2 separate regions of the Sus scrofa genome follow, and region 2 is linked to region 1. A link is a contact called in public Hi-C data. All regions are on one chromosome and are shown on one strand. The core of a region is the stretch at or near the end of the contact, and the rest is flanking DNA. Distances in the headings are between cores, read along the strand shown. Region 1 overlaps MACF1 (microtubule-actin cross-linking factor 1). Region 2 overlaps MACF1 (microtubule-actin cross-linking factor 1).

Region 1 (6,596 bases), core at 706-3,205:
AAAACAAAAAAATGGTCTCGATGGGAAATGTCTTTTAGTGTGGTCTGGCTAAGAAATACATGATCAACTTCAGTTTTCCAGAAACACCCTGAATACAAGAACAGAGAATGGGCCCACAGCTGACAGAAGGGTCAGGAGCTCAACAACAAGGTGTGCAGGCAGGCCTGAGAATGCCGACCGCAAAATTCAAGGCTCAGAGGAAGAGTCCAGCCAAGATAAGAGTAGGTAAGAGAGGCCAACTTAAACTATTTACCCATGGAAACCAAGCTTTACACACAAACAAAGAGCTAATTTTAGATCTCTGGGAGACCGTTTTCCAGATCCTGGCAGTAGCTCTAAATGAAAGAGGTGGAACTTGTCCCCTGAAGACACAGACAGACTTGTCAGCTTCTTTCCACTTGTAGACCCTTGGAGCCTGCTCTGAACCCTAATTCAACACAAGAATCATTTTAATTCATCTCAGGAGAGTCTACCATCAAGCTCTGCTTACCTTCTAAGAAAACCTTCTGTTCTCATGACCCTTTACCAGGGTCCAAGGACCAAAGTCAAACACAACGTGCCTGATAGGATTTCTCCTGGTCATAGCACTTCATAATTATGTGACCCTATGGAAGCCACTTAATGTTTCTAAACTTTGGGTTCCTAACATATACAATATGTATATAAATACCTGTTTCTTAGCATTAAGACTAAATAAGGAATATATTTAAAATATGTAGGGAGTTCCCATCATGGCTCAGCAGTTAATGAACCCAACTAGTATCCATGAGGACACAGGTTCGATCCCTGGCCTCACTCAGTGGGTTAAGGATCCCACATTGCCATGAGCTGTGGTGTAGGTTACAGACACTGCTTGGATCCCCCATTGCTGTAGCTCTGGTGTAGCCCAGCAGCTACAGCTCAGATTGGACCCCTAGCCTGGGAACCTCCATATGCTGTGGGTGCAGCCCTAAAAAAAATAATAATAAAATTAAAAAAAATAAACTATGTAGTACACATCATCTTAGTAAACAGTTTTCTTCCTCAGTCTCATTTTCCTTAAAAATTGCTCCTCAAATCTTACTCATAAACAAATTCCATCTCAGCCTTGGGGATTTTTTTGTTTTCTCTCTCTCTCTTTTTTTTTTTTTTTTTTGCTTTTTAGAGCTGTATCCACAGCACATGGAAGTTCCCAGGCTAGGCTAGGGGTCCAATCGGAGCTATAGCTGCCGGCCTACACCACAACCGCAGCCACAGCAGTGCGGGATCTGAGCCTCGACCTACACCACAGCTCATGGCAACGCCAGATCCTTAACCCACTGAGCAAGGCCAGGGATCGAACCCGAATCCTCATGGATCCTAGTCGGGTTTGTTAACTGCTGAGCCACAAAGGGAACTCCCAAGCCTTGGTTTCTTGATTCACCCTGCATTTTCAGTAACCTGCTCTTCACATACTCAGTAGATCCAAAGTTCTTAATACAAGTTCTTATCTTTTGTTTCTGTTCTAATATATTAAAAAAAATAGATAGTATTCAATGCACAAAGGTTCACAATAAAGACAAGGGATCTGATTGGTCTATCGGGATTAGTGACAGTTTTCCTCACTTAGAGTTTAATACCCCAGTGACCCCTACTGGACAAAGATAGATGCAGAAGACTGAATGTTACAACCAAGACAAAGAGATTCTGTGCTTTATTGTGGTGAAATGCTCACACACAGAACTTTATTATATAAGCTTGCCTCAAACCCCTTAGACACCAATGGCACAGAAGACAACAATGCTAAGTCTGGTCACCTCATTCCTTTCACAGGAAGTATCATCACCACAAACTGGTTGCCCCAACAGGATGCCCAGTATTCACAGCTTTGTGATGAGTCCTTATAGAGAAAAGAGCAGGCAGGGAAGGGATAGTCACTGGCACACAGCCTCTACCCTCCACCACTCTGCAATTTTTCCATTCCCTGAGCTGACTCACTCTCAGCTCAGACCAGACGTCCCACCAGCAGTCAGGGCCACTGTGTGTGCCTGGTGAGTAATGCACCCTCCCAACTGCCTCTGACTTAATGAGTAATAAAAGGAAATCTGGGTAGCAGTTTCAATGGAAGAGAACACACACCCCATCCTGGAAACAGACAGTTCCTCTCACCCCCCTGCAGGGACTCTGACTGAATTCCCTCCAACGGCAGCCAGGTGGCAATGAAGGAACAGGCAAAGGCAGACACACCAATGAGTACATAGTAAATCCTTACTCTCTAAAATCTGGGGACCGCAGTTTCTATTCTGGATAAAACCAAAAGTATAGGCATGATGCAGAGCCCAATCCAGCCTACTGGTCACCACAGACTGCTTCTCTAGCAACAGCTCTGCCCAATGGAGACCGCAAGCCAGCCCCCGTATCAGGTCATCTGCTATCATGCAGCTTTATATCGTGAGGCAAAGTACTGATGAAAACCAAATCTCAGAGGAAGAGGCACCTCTTAAGTACCTGCCCATCCACCCTCAAGTGCCCAAAGTAGGGAGTGAGGAATAGGACAGTACTGGCTTTTCTGATTAGCGACCAGCACACTTCATATTCAACAACTTCTAAACAGACAATAGTTATAGTTCAGCTTTCTCCTAAAGATAATCCTGAGCTTCTAACCTCTCAGACATGATGAATCTATGGAACTGTCTTAAACATGCTGGAAATGAAAGGTGCCCTCTGGTTAACTGTGGATTAACCAGAATATTTAATTAAGCATATATTGGATTTTATCACTGCATTTAGCAGTGTGAGAGCTAGACAATGAGGTTAAAGTTCCAGTTCTGCCCCTAGCTTATTATATGACTCTAGCATCATTTAATCACACTGGATTGGTTTGTTTATTCATAAAATGAGTTAACATTCTAGATCTCTAAATTCTTTTCCAGCTACAAAATTCCATAGTTCTGTGAAATATCTAATGCCTAGATTCTACATTAATTGCTGTCAACAACAAACAATTTACAAACCAGTCCCATACTATCCTCTAAGTGATCACAGCTAACTAGGGAAGTGGTATATGTATAAGTAATTATAGCATAAGGCAGTGTATGGTTTGGGAGACATAAAAGCTGGACCTGGAAGAATATGCAGGATTCAACCGTCAGAAGTGAGACAAGTAGACACGCTAGGAGGAGAGATGGCACAGGAAGAAAATGGAAAAAAGAAAAGTAGAAGAGTACAAGTAAAGCTAGAGCACAGGGTTTGTGTATTTGAGAGAGAGAGGGAGAAGTTAGGAAGAGTCACTTCTGTTCACCTCAGGTCAAGCACGCAGACTTAAAACATGCACACCATCTCCATTCCTTTCTGAAACCTCAAAAAAAGGATCGTAAACGAATAAAAATGGCACAAAACCACAGGGGAAAAAAAGAATGAAAATATCAACAGACATGTGATAAAATGGAGAGTGGAAAGGTAAATGGTCACTAATTTAAATTTCAGCTTTTTCTTTCTGCTAAGTGCCTGTGGGGGCCTGGGGTCCAGGTAACCGGTGCTAACAAGGACTCCAGAAAGGCTTAGAAACCAGAAGGCTTGCGGGAGGGGAGGCAGAGCTGCAGGCTGAGGCAGAACACAAGCTGGCTGAAGGTCTTCAGGCCAGCCTGAGGTCACCAGTGAGGTGCCTCACTGGAAACAGGAGTATGAAGTGAAGTCTGACAGAATGAATAACAAGACTCTCGCCTTGCTCTGTTGCCCTGCTTGGCATCCCCAGATCTCTGGCTGCCAGGCTAATGAGCCCCAGATAGGAGACAGGTCAGTTGGCAACAAACCCCACCAGCCAGCTTTTTAGGCTTCCAATCAGCTTTTTTAGGGGCTAACTCTTAATCATGAAGATCACCCAGAAATATCAGATATGAGAGAATCTCTAACATGAAAGAAAGAAACTAAACGAACAAACAGAAGGATCTTGAAACAAAGAGAGACGATACTGGAAGCAGAGGACAAAATTAAAGGGGAGTGGTAATTAATATCCTCAGAGAGCCCTAAAGGCAATATTGCTATAAAACCAGAGCAAGTATATTAAAAGGAATATTCAGAGAATAAGAGGGAAACACTTAGAAATAAAAAACACGACAGCAGTTCCTGTTGTGGCGCAGTGGTCAACAAATCCGACTAGGGACCATGAGGTTAGATCCCTGGCCTCGCTCAGTGGGTTAAGGATCCGAGGCGTTGCCGTGAGCTGTGGTGTAGGTCACAGACGCAGTTCGGATCCTGCGTTGCTGTGGTTCTGGCGTAGGCCAGTGGCTACAGCTCTGATTAGACCCCTAGCCTGGGAACCTCCATATGCCGTGGGTGCAGCCCTAGAAAAGACAAAAAAAAAAAAAAAAAAAAAAAGAAAGAAAGAAAAACAACACCCAGAAATAAAAAATATGACAGCAAAAAATAAATAATTCAAAGAAAGTTGAAAGATAGAGCTGATGGTCTCCATAAATCAGAACAAAAAAAGAGACAGAGAAAACATAGAGCAGAAGAGAAAGGACCTAAGATCAACCAATGGAGTCCAACATCCAACCAAGAGAAGTACCAGAAGGAGAAAATGCAACAGAAGAAATTATCAAAGAAGTAGTGAATGAAACGTGTGTTTGCAAATAAAGAAGACCCACAGAAAACTCAACTCAGCAAATTAAAAAAGATCCTAATCAATGCACATCATCGTAACATTTCAGAATACCGGGGATAAAAATAAAATCCTAAAAGCCATCAAAAAAACAAAACAAAACAAAACAAAAAAAACAACAGATCAGAGACAAAAGTGAGGAACCAGAATGACACTGGACTTCTCAACAGAAACACGGAAAGCCAAAAGGAGGAACACCTTCAAAATTCTGATGGAAAGTCACTTGTAACCTAGAACTCTGTATCAAAACTCTTCATCAAATGAAAAAGCAGAACTGAAACATTTTCAAATAAGAAAAGTCTCAAAAATGCTAACTCTCATGTATCCTTTCTCAAGAAGCTATTCTAGGATATATTCCAGTGAAGAGATGGCGTAAACCAAGAAAGATGACTGCATGAGATCCTGGAAACACAGCATGCAATACAGAAAGAGGGTGAAGGAATTTCCCAGGATGAGGGTAAAGCCTTACTAAAGTCTAGAACTGAAGAACAGAAAGCTCTTGGACAATATCTTCAAAGAAAATGTTGAACAAAAAGATTACGTAATATGTTCCAACATTCTGAGTGTTGTCTTATTAGAGTTCCCATAGGGAAGCATGTAGATAGGTATACAGAACAATAAACAGATATAAAATAGGACAATTATTAATTCCAGGGAAAATTTTTAAAATTTGGTCAAGAAAGTGAGTTCCCATTGTGGCACAGCAGAAACGTATCCGACTAGTAACAATGAGGTTGTGGGTTCAATCCCTGGCCTCGCTCAGTGGGTTAAGGATCCAGCATTGCCATAAGCTGTGGTGTAGGTCGCAGATGTGGCTTGGATCTGGCGTTGCTGTGGCTCTGGCGTAGGCTGGCAGCTGCAGCTCTGATTCGACCCTAGTCTGGGAACCTCCATATGCCGTGGCCTTAAAAAGATGAGGAAAAAAAAAAGAAGAAGTACAGTGGAAAACACTAAAAGAAGGAGCTAAAGGACTTGGAAGAAATTCACAGAGGTAGGGAGGGACAGAACAGGAGATTATTTTTGTTATAAGCCTTACAGTAATATTTGACCAATATTTGACCTTTTAAGATAAAAAGTATCATTTTGATAAAAGGAGTTCATGGACAGTTGGGCTGGATTATGAAAGTTATTTTTTGGTTTTTGTTTTTTGGGATTTTGTTTTTTGGGGGTTTTTTTGGCCACATTCACAGCATGCAGAAGTTCCCAGGGCAAGGACTGAACCCTCACAACAGTGACAATGTCAGATCCTTATTAACCACTAGGCCACCAAGGAACTCCTGAAAGGTCTTAAATGACAAGATGAGTTTGAATTTTATTCTACAGGTGATAATGAGCCCCTAAAAGAGTCTTTTTCCTTCTTTACCAAAAAAATCAAAGAGATGTCTGGAATCTCAGCTCTCACATGGATTCTCCTAGCATTCTGGTTAGTTGGAGTGTTAGAAGAATTCTCTCTTCTCACTACTCAACTTCATGGTTAAAGGCCTTGAGCTCCTAACCAAAGAGAGAGAGGACCCGTACATATTATGGGGTACAAAGAACATGTTCAGGTCAAGACTACTGCTTCTGCTCAGTGAGTCAGGTGGTGACTTCTCAAGCGGTGTCATCACAAATTATCCTCCTGGGGCTCCCAAATCAAACTCACCCTAGAGAACATATCCCACTGAGTTCGTTGGCACTTCAGGTTAAAAGACTCTGCTAATGATTTGTTATTTCATGGAGAGATACAGAGAGAAGTGCCACAAGGAGGGAGGAGAAATAGTGCCAATGAGGGCCCTGGGAAGCCCAGCACCTTCCTCTAAGAAACAAGTTGTGTGATTCATGTCCTCTGTACCCCATCCCAAAGATCACTTTTACTTCCACAGTGTACCCAGTAGTATCATCCAAAAACAGAGGTTGCAACAATTAAAGGCAGAACCAAATAATACATAAAGCTTTCCTCCCTCCTTTTCTAATTTCAGGGGTTTTGTCTGTTTGTTTG
Region 2 (7,034 bases), core at 1,247-3,746, 51 kb before region 1:
ATCTACTGAAGGACATTTGGGTTGCTGCCAGTTTGGGGCAATTATGAATAAAGCTCCCATATTCACGTACAGTTTCTTGTGTGAGCATATGTTTTCATTTCTCTATGGCAAATTCCTAAGAGTGGGATTGCTGGGTCATATGGCATATGTTTAGCTTTATAATAAACTGCCAAACAATTTTCCAGCATGATCACACCATTTTGCAATCCCACCAGCAAAGCAACCTTGCAGGCACATAGTATTGTGAGTTGCTTTTCAATTAAGTCATCACAACCCTGACTTCTTTTTTTTTCCCCCTCCAAGGTTAAGAGAGAGACCTTCGCCTTGTCCCTCACTGATCTCTGGCCTGCTCCCACCTCTGTTTGTGCTCCTTTGTCGCAGACATCCCCACCTGCCCAGGCCTTCCACAGCATCTCCTTTACTAATAAAATCTCATTCCAACAACATGATGTACAGAGACACACAGGACCTCCCCCTACTAGATGAGCAACCATCCCTGTGTGCTAGAAACGGAGGGGTTTCCTGAGATGTGGGCCTTTCAGGGCTAAAACCAAGAGTGTCCTAGGAAAACCAGCCTGTTTCCACCTCCACTCCTGTGAGCCTCTGTGGTACCCTCCCAGAGTTCTTGGTCAAGTGTGGCAAGCTGTCCTTAAGCTATCCTCCTTTTTTTTTTTTTTTTTTTTTTTTTTGTCTTTTTGCCATTTTCTTGGGCCCCTCCCGCGGCATATGGAGGTTCCCAGGGTAGGGGTCTAATCGGAACTGTAGCCACCGGCCTACGCCAGAGCCACAGCAACGCGGGATCTGAGCCGCGTCTGCAACCTACACCACAGCTCATGGCAATGCCGGATCGTTAACCCACTGAGCAAGGGCAGGGACCGAACCCGCAACCTCATGGTTCCTAGTCGGATTCGTTAACCACTGTGCCACGACGGGAACTCCGAGCTATCCTCCTTTTAACTCTTCAACTGAACTGAAATCTTCATGTACTAAAGAATCCTAACAACCTCAAACAGACACCTCACTTCTCCCTTACACTACGGGGACCAGTGCTGTAGCCTGAATGCCTGTGTCTCTCCAAAATTCATGTTAAATCCTAACACCTATCTGAAGGTAAGTGGAGGTGGGACCTTTTGGGGGTGATTAGTTGTTGAAGGATGGGATTTGTATCTTTATAATTGAGACCCGGGAGTGCCCGTCGTGGCGCAGTGGTTAACGAATCCAACTAGGAACCATGAGGTTACGGGTTCGATCCCTGTCCTTGCTCAGTGGGTTAAAGATCCGGCGTTGCCGTGAGCTGTGGTATAGGTCACAGACGCGGCTTGGATCCCTCGTTGCTGTGGCTCTGGTGTAGGCCGGTGGCTACAGCTCCGATTTGACCCCTAGCCTGGGAACCTCCATATGCTGCACAGGAGAGGCCCTAGAAAAAAAAAAAAAAAAAAAAAAGGCAAAAAGACAAAAAATAAAAAATAAAATATAATTGAGACCTGGAAAGCTCCCTTAACCTTTCCATCATGTGAGGATACAGCTAAAAGGTACCTGAACCAGAACCTCACCAGACACTAAATCTGCCTCAATCATTTTTGTTTTCTGTTTTTTTTGTTGTTGTTGTTTATTTGGCCACCCCTGGCATATGAAGTTCCTGGGCCAGGGATCAGATCCGAGCCACAGTCGGGACCTAAACCAAAGTTGCAACAACGCTGGATCTTTAATCCACTGTGCCTGGCTGGGGATCAAACCTGTGTCCCAATGCTTGCAACACGCCACCGATCCCATTGAGCCACAGCAGGAACTCCAATCATTTCTGGGGTTTTTGTTTTTTGTTTTTTCTTTTTTTAGGGCCACGCCCATGGCACATGGAGATTTCCAGGCTAGGGATCAAATCAGAGCTGTACCCTCAAGCCTACGCCAGGGCCACAGCAAAGCAGGATCTGAGCTGTGTCTGTGACCTACACCACAGCTCACGGCAACGCCGGGTCCTTAACCCACTGAGCAAGGCCAGGGATCGAACCCACATCCTCATGGATACTAGTGATTCATTTCTGCTGAGCCACAATGGGAGCTCCCATTTCTGTTTTCTATAAGTCACCTGGGCTGTGATATTTTGTCACAGCATCCTGAATGGCTAAGAACCGGGCAAGTCCCTGCCCTCTTTTGTATGTCAGTCTATTGTGTACACTGGCAGTGGGAGATGCTGCCTTCTGGTCTCCGTGCAGGCTCGCTAATCACTAATGGCACAGACCTGGGAGCGAGCAATCTCAGCCAAGCCCGCCGTCAGTCCCACCTCTGAAAACAGCTTTTCCCTTGTGTTGTAAAGCCAGCCTTCCTTGCCCAAGCCACCCTCCAAACTCTGCCAACCATTCCCTGGTGACTTCATACCTAACCCCTCCCTTTGCTACCTCATCTTCTACGGGCTTTCTTGGCAATTTCAGCACTCATCCTGATGATCCAACTATCACCCCATCTGTATAATTTGTCTGCCTTCCAGAATCTGATGGCTTTCACTTTCACTCTGCTTTAGACACCCACACAGCCACACACTGGACCTCACCATTGCCATGAGCAGCTCCAGAGTTCTCTCTGCCCTTCTCTGTGCCCACTGTTCTTAACTGCTCACATTTTTATTCTATCCTAGTAACCAATCTATCTCTATTGTTATTTTGATTTCTAGCTAATCAATTCTTCTCAGTTCACCTTGCCCATTAAGGCTCTCTGCTTTCCTCTAACTCTACACACAGAGATTTCAATGCTTCTTCCTCTAATACTCTAAACACTTTGGCCTCCAATTCTCCTACCACTTTTCATTTCTCAATTTATTTCAACAAATGTAATTAAGTACCGATTATGGACCATTCATTATGACAGGTGATGAAAAGAAAAGTGTTAAGTAAGATCACATTTCCTGTCCTCATGGGACTTATGATGCATTGGAGCAAACAGAGAAATAACAACAAAAGTAACAAGTATTATATATAAGCAAACTGCTTTGGGAGCACAAAAAAAGAGAATTTCCCAAGTTAGTGAGAATTACTGATAAGAGCGACAAAAATGAACTAACTCCAAAACTATGCATACCATTCCATGTCATTTTGACCGGTGCTGTTGCCTGGCAACTAGAACTGTACCACATCTTTTCCATACAGCTCTCTAAGCAAATGAACTCTGACCCCCTCATCCATCTTCCTCTCTACCACAAACTCTCTCTGTATCTTTAACCCTCTTTCCATCCCCCTCCCGGGATCTAAGAGGCATTTTTCTTTTCTTTTTCCAAAGAAACTACACAGGCCGTGCTCTGGGTCTCAGCCCTCACTGGACCTGGTTCCATCAACTAGGAATCAGTAGGGGGAAGGAAGGTGTGTGGGAAGCAGCATGGAAGGAGCATTGCACAAATGTGAGGGCACCTGGTTCGTGGAAGTCTCAGCTTCGATGTGATTCGGGGCAGGTCATTTCTGGGTTTCCTTCACATGAAATGTGAAGGCTGGACCAGCCATCTCTAAGGCGTCTTCCAGGGCAAACGCACTCTGACTCAAGCTCCTCCTCACTCCCATTCTCAGCTTTCCCCTCTTCACTGGCTTCTCCTCCCATGTCTAAAAATGAGTTGCCTTCCTTTCTCATCTAGAGAGGAAAACATCTTTACTATGTTCTAAATACTCTTCTGCTCCATGGGGACTGTTCTCTTAAGTCACAGCTGAGACCTTCCCCTCGGCCCTGACGTGTCACTTAACCCTGACCATCCCCTCACCCAGTTCTCACGATGATGAGCACTGGTTTTCCCTCTTCCTGGAAGACGTTCCTTTTCCCCACCTCCTGGGCTGGTTTATTTTGCCTCTTCCCTTGGACCTCCACCTGAGGTGAGTCACTCTTCTGCATCTTCTCTTCTCTTCTCTAGGGCTCCCCCTCTCGGGCCACAAGCTCCATGTGAGGATTTCTAAATGATCTGTCCACAACACAACTGCTCACTAGCAATCAAGACTCAGAACTGACTGTCAGCCAGATTTACCAAGGACTCACCAGGGGCGCTGAGACCATCCCTAAATAGGGACCCGAAGCCAACATTCCCTGGCAGAATGGGGAACACACAGGACACCCTTACCTGTCGCTGCTTTAGGAAGTCCAGGGCAATCTGCACGTTCTGCAGCCTGTGAAATCGCATCCTGCCCTTCTCCCGGGGCTGTAAACAAACACAACGAAAGGGATGTTAATTGCAGCCATACCAGTTTACAAACCCCTTTCCTCTTTCTTTTCCAGGACTAAGAGACTACAAAGATTTCCTCTTGGTTGAAGCCAGGTGTGGGAGCATGACATAAAGCACCCCTTAAGGGCAGGGCCTGTGTGTGTTTTCACCATGCTTGTCGAGGCCCCACCAGGATCCCCGTGAACACACAGCACCTTTGGCTACAACACTGAATTAGTGCCACAGTGTCTCTACAGGTGCTTCTGCATCCATACATGGCTTGATTCTGCATGTGAGGTTCATGGGGATGAAGACTTGGCTCTCTGACTCCCAGAATCACAGGTAAATGCTACTGTAAGGGAAGGGTAGAAAGTCCTAAATTCATATTGCATAGGAATGGACAGAGCCAACCTTACTATAAACCTAGCAAAAGAAGCTCGAGGTAGCTGATTTTAAAATAGGGAAGGAGGAGTTACACATGCTCAATAAGCAAGTGAAAAGATCTAAAATTGGAGGCAGAAACCAGCAAGAAACCTATTTTCTAGGAAGACAGGTGTCAATGTAAGAAAGCTACCCTTTACCCCAGTATGAAATACCCAAAGCAGACAAGACCTTCACAGTGTGGGGCTATTCGACATAGTACTCCGAAGAAAGGTATTTCCTCTAGTCGCTCGCCCTTGGATATCATACAAGACATGGGGAAGGTCCACCTCCACCCAGGGCCTCCAGTGGCCCCTGCCCATGGCTCAAGTCCTACCCAACCAAACATGCATCAAGTTTCCCCAGTGAGTACAGGCAAGGATGGCTATCTACCCTGGAATGTTTTCCCTGCTCGCTTTCCAATATTGTTTTTCATTTTACTAAAATTGGGACTAAAACATCACTCTCACTAGATTACACCCAATTCATTTGTAAAGGTCAAGTTGGTACCACTTAAAGGCTGATAAAATACAAGATAGCTCCGTTGTGCTTACATGCACAGAGGAAACTGCCCCAGACAGTAACAGGTAAAAAGTAAACCCAACGCATGGAAAGACAAGGGTGGAAGCATCTCTCTGTGGGTCTCCCAACACTTCTAAATAACCCTCCCAAACCAGGGTCAGCTACAGAGGGGTTGAGGCCTCACTGTGTAACAGGATAACTTTATAAGTCACACTTTAGGAAAAATCTTTTTAGCAACAACCTCATCTCAGTCACTGCAGCTAAACTAATTGTGAGTATGGCTTAGAAGATGACAGGGCCTGTGAAACTAAACATTCTAAGGCAATGAGGAGGGAAATCAATGGAGTGAAAAGATGACTTTGGACACAGAGAATGGGGATACTCCCTAACCCTTATTTCTGAAGAAAGATCAGAGGCTCTAGTTTAGAGTCTGTAAGCAGAAAACAGCCCTTGTACCCACTCTAATCTTTGCTCCTATGTACTTCCCACCAAAAATACCCTTAAGAACATGCAAGTTAAACCTCTGTCCTCTACAGCACCTAGAGGTGTTATTGACCAAGGCAGGGAATTTCCATGCAGTGAGTGGTTTGCAAACAACAGGCTGTTTTGAAAGCAAATGACATGGTGTGTGGTGACAACCTAGAGGCCAGAAAGGCGGAGAGAGAGTCCCTGTTAGTCTGCAGTGTGGAGTCATGAGCAATTAACTGTCATGCTATCGCGACTAAGCTTTCACAATTCTGCAGTCTGGACTCAGACAACACACAAGGCCACCAGAAAGTCATGGGTCTCTAGGTCACAAAGGGACCTGACACTGCCAAACACCATTCTTCGTTCTGTGCTAGCCACTCTCAGATAAGCAAAACAATTCCCACTCCAGGATCATCTAACAGTGGCAAGAGGCACAATTAGTTTTAACCACTTTCTTTGGGATCCAAATTCCCAGGTGGACAAGGAAGAAGGCAATTGGTAACTGAGCTCCTTGGAGACCAAGAGAACCCCAAACTCTCTGGCGGCCCTGCAGTGAGGCTGGGATGCTGGTGTCCCCAGGAGGACCTACTACATCATCATCATCTTCCTCCTCCTGCTCCTCGCTGTGTGTGTGGCGCCAGGAGGGCATGCTCACCAGACGGAGGGTCTTCAGCCCTGCTGGCTCCTTTGACCACCAACCAAGACAAAGACACGGCAGAGTAACAGGAAGTTCGCAACACAAAAATGAAAAGGAAATGAATGCAGAAAAAAAAAGGTGAAAATAAATATGAAAATACCCTCCCACCTCCACAAAGATGCAAAACCAAATCAAGACCACAGCAGATGGTTGTACTGAACACTTCTTATGTTGAAACACAGCTTTAGTTCTTCTTGGCCATCCACCTTCTCTCTCTGCTTTTGTGAACCAACTCAGGGAGAAAGGGTGATAATAACCATGAAAGTGATATTTGGATGGTTTCTGGTGAGAAGATGATATTCCATGACTATCCCCATAAACACCTATAAGTTTTCAAAGGCTAGGAAAAGAAATTAGACTGCACTGGTTTTAACCTGTTATAAGCAATATCATTGAAAAGATTTTTATTTTTCATTGAAAAGATTTGTATCTTTTCAATACAAAATCACTACATTCAACAAATATACCAGCCAAATTGCCCAAAATATAACTTTGTGGGCATTGAAAAGTAAAGTTCAGCACAAAGTGAAATTCTGATTACTTAAGAGATTTATAAAAGAGGACCAGAGAAGAACTAGAATTTGTATGTACTGGCTGTGTTAATAAAGGCATCTATTAATTTTAGGCCATTAAAAATTATAAAATTAATTCTATTTCTAGGCCCAAAAATGTGAAACCAAAACAAAGGGCCCAGGGGAAGCCAAGCCCCAAACCTAGAAGAAGCTATCACTTATAGAGTGAAATCCAATATGCCAA

What was found. Hi-C and Micro-C count contacts between places; a contact is called where the count stands out from the background.
Region 2: a contact with region 1 is called in a Hi-C map of retroperitoneal adipose tissue, with 3 times the contacts expected there. The contact joins two enhancer-like sites. A contact is called at or near these places in 2 of 5 promoter capture datasets (fetal liver and liver), 31 of 47 Hi-C or Micro-C datasets (adipose tissue, alveolar macrophages, blood and 15 more) and 2 of 2 datasets of contacts at active chromatin or transcription factors (alveolar macrophages and skeletal muscle).

The regions. Positions count from the first base shown.
Region 1 is chr6:95,055,245-95,061,840 of Sscrofa11.1, reverse strand. The region is part of intron 2 of MACF1 (microtubule-actin cross-linking factor 1); the gene reads right to left. Among named protein-coding and RNA genes, the nearest start is that of MACF1, 98 kb to the right of the region's middle. Within about 2 kb of position 1,955, at least 34 of the 83 cell types and tissues checked have an H3K27ac peak or open chromatin away from gene starts, as enhancers often do. A contact at or near this core is called in alveolar macrophages, embryonic fibroblasts, omental adipose tissue and 1 more, where this site is marked.
Region 2 is chr6:95,106,518-95,113,551 of Sscrofa11.1, reverse strand. MACF1 (microtubule-actin cross-linking factor 1) reads right to left here. Exons shown (of 96, transcript XM_021095983.1): 5 at 4,091-4,168. Among named protein-coding and RNA genes, the nearest start is that of KIAA0754, 140 kb to the left of the region's middle. Within about 2 kb of position 2,496, at least 13 of the 83 cell types and tissues checked have an H3K27ac peak or open chromatin away from gene starts, as enhancers often do. A contact at or near this core is called in alveolar macrophages, embryonic fibroblasts, omental adipose tissue and 1 more, where this site is marked.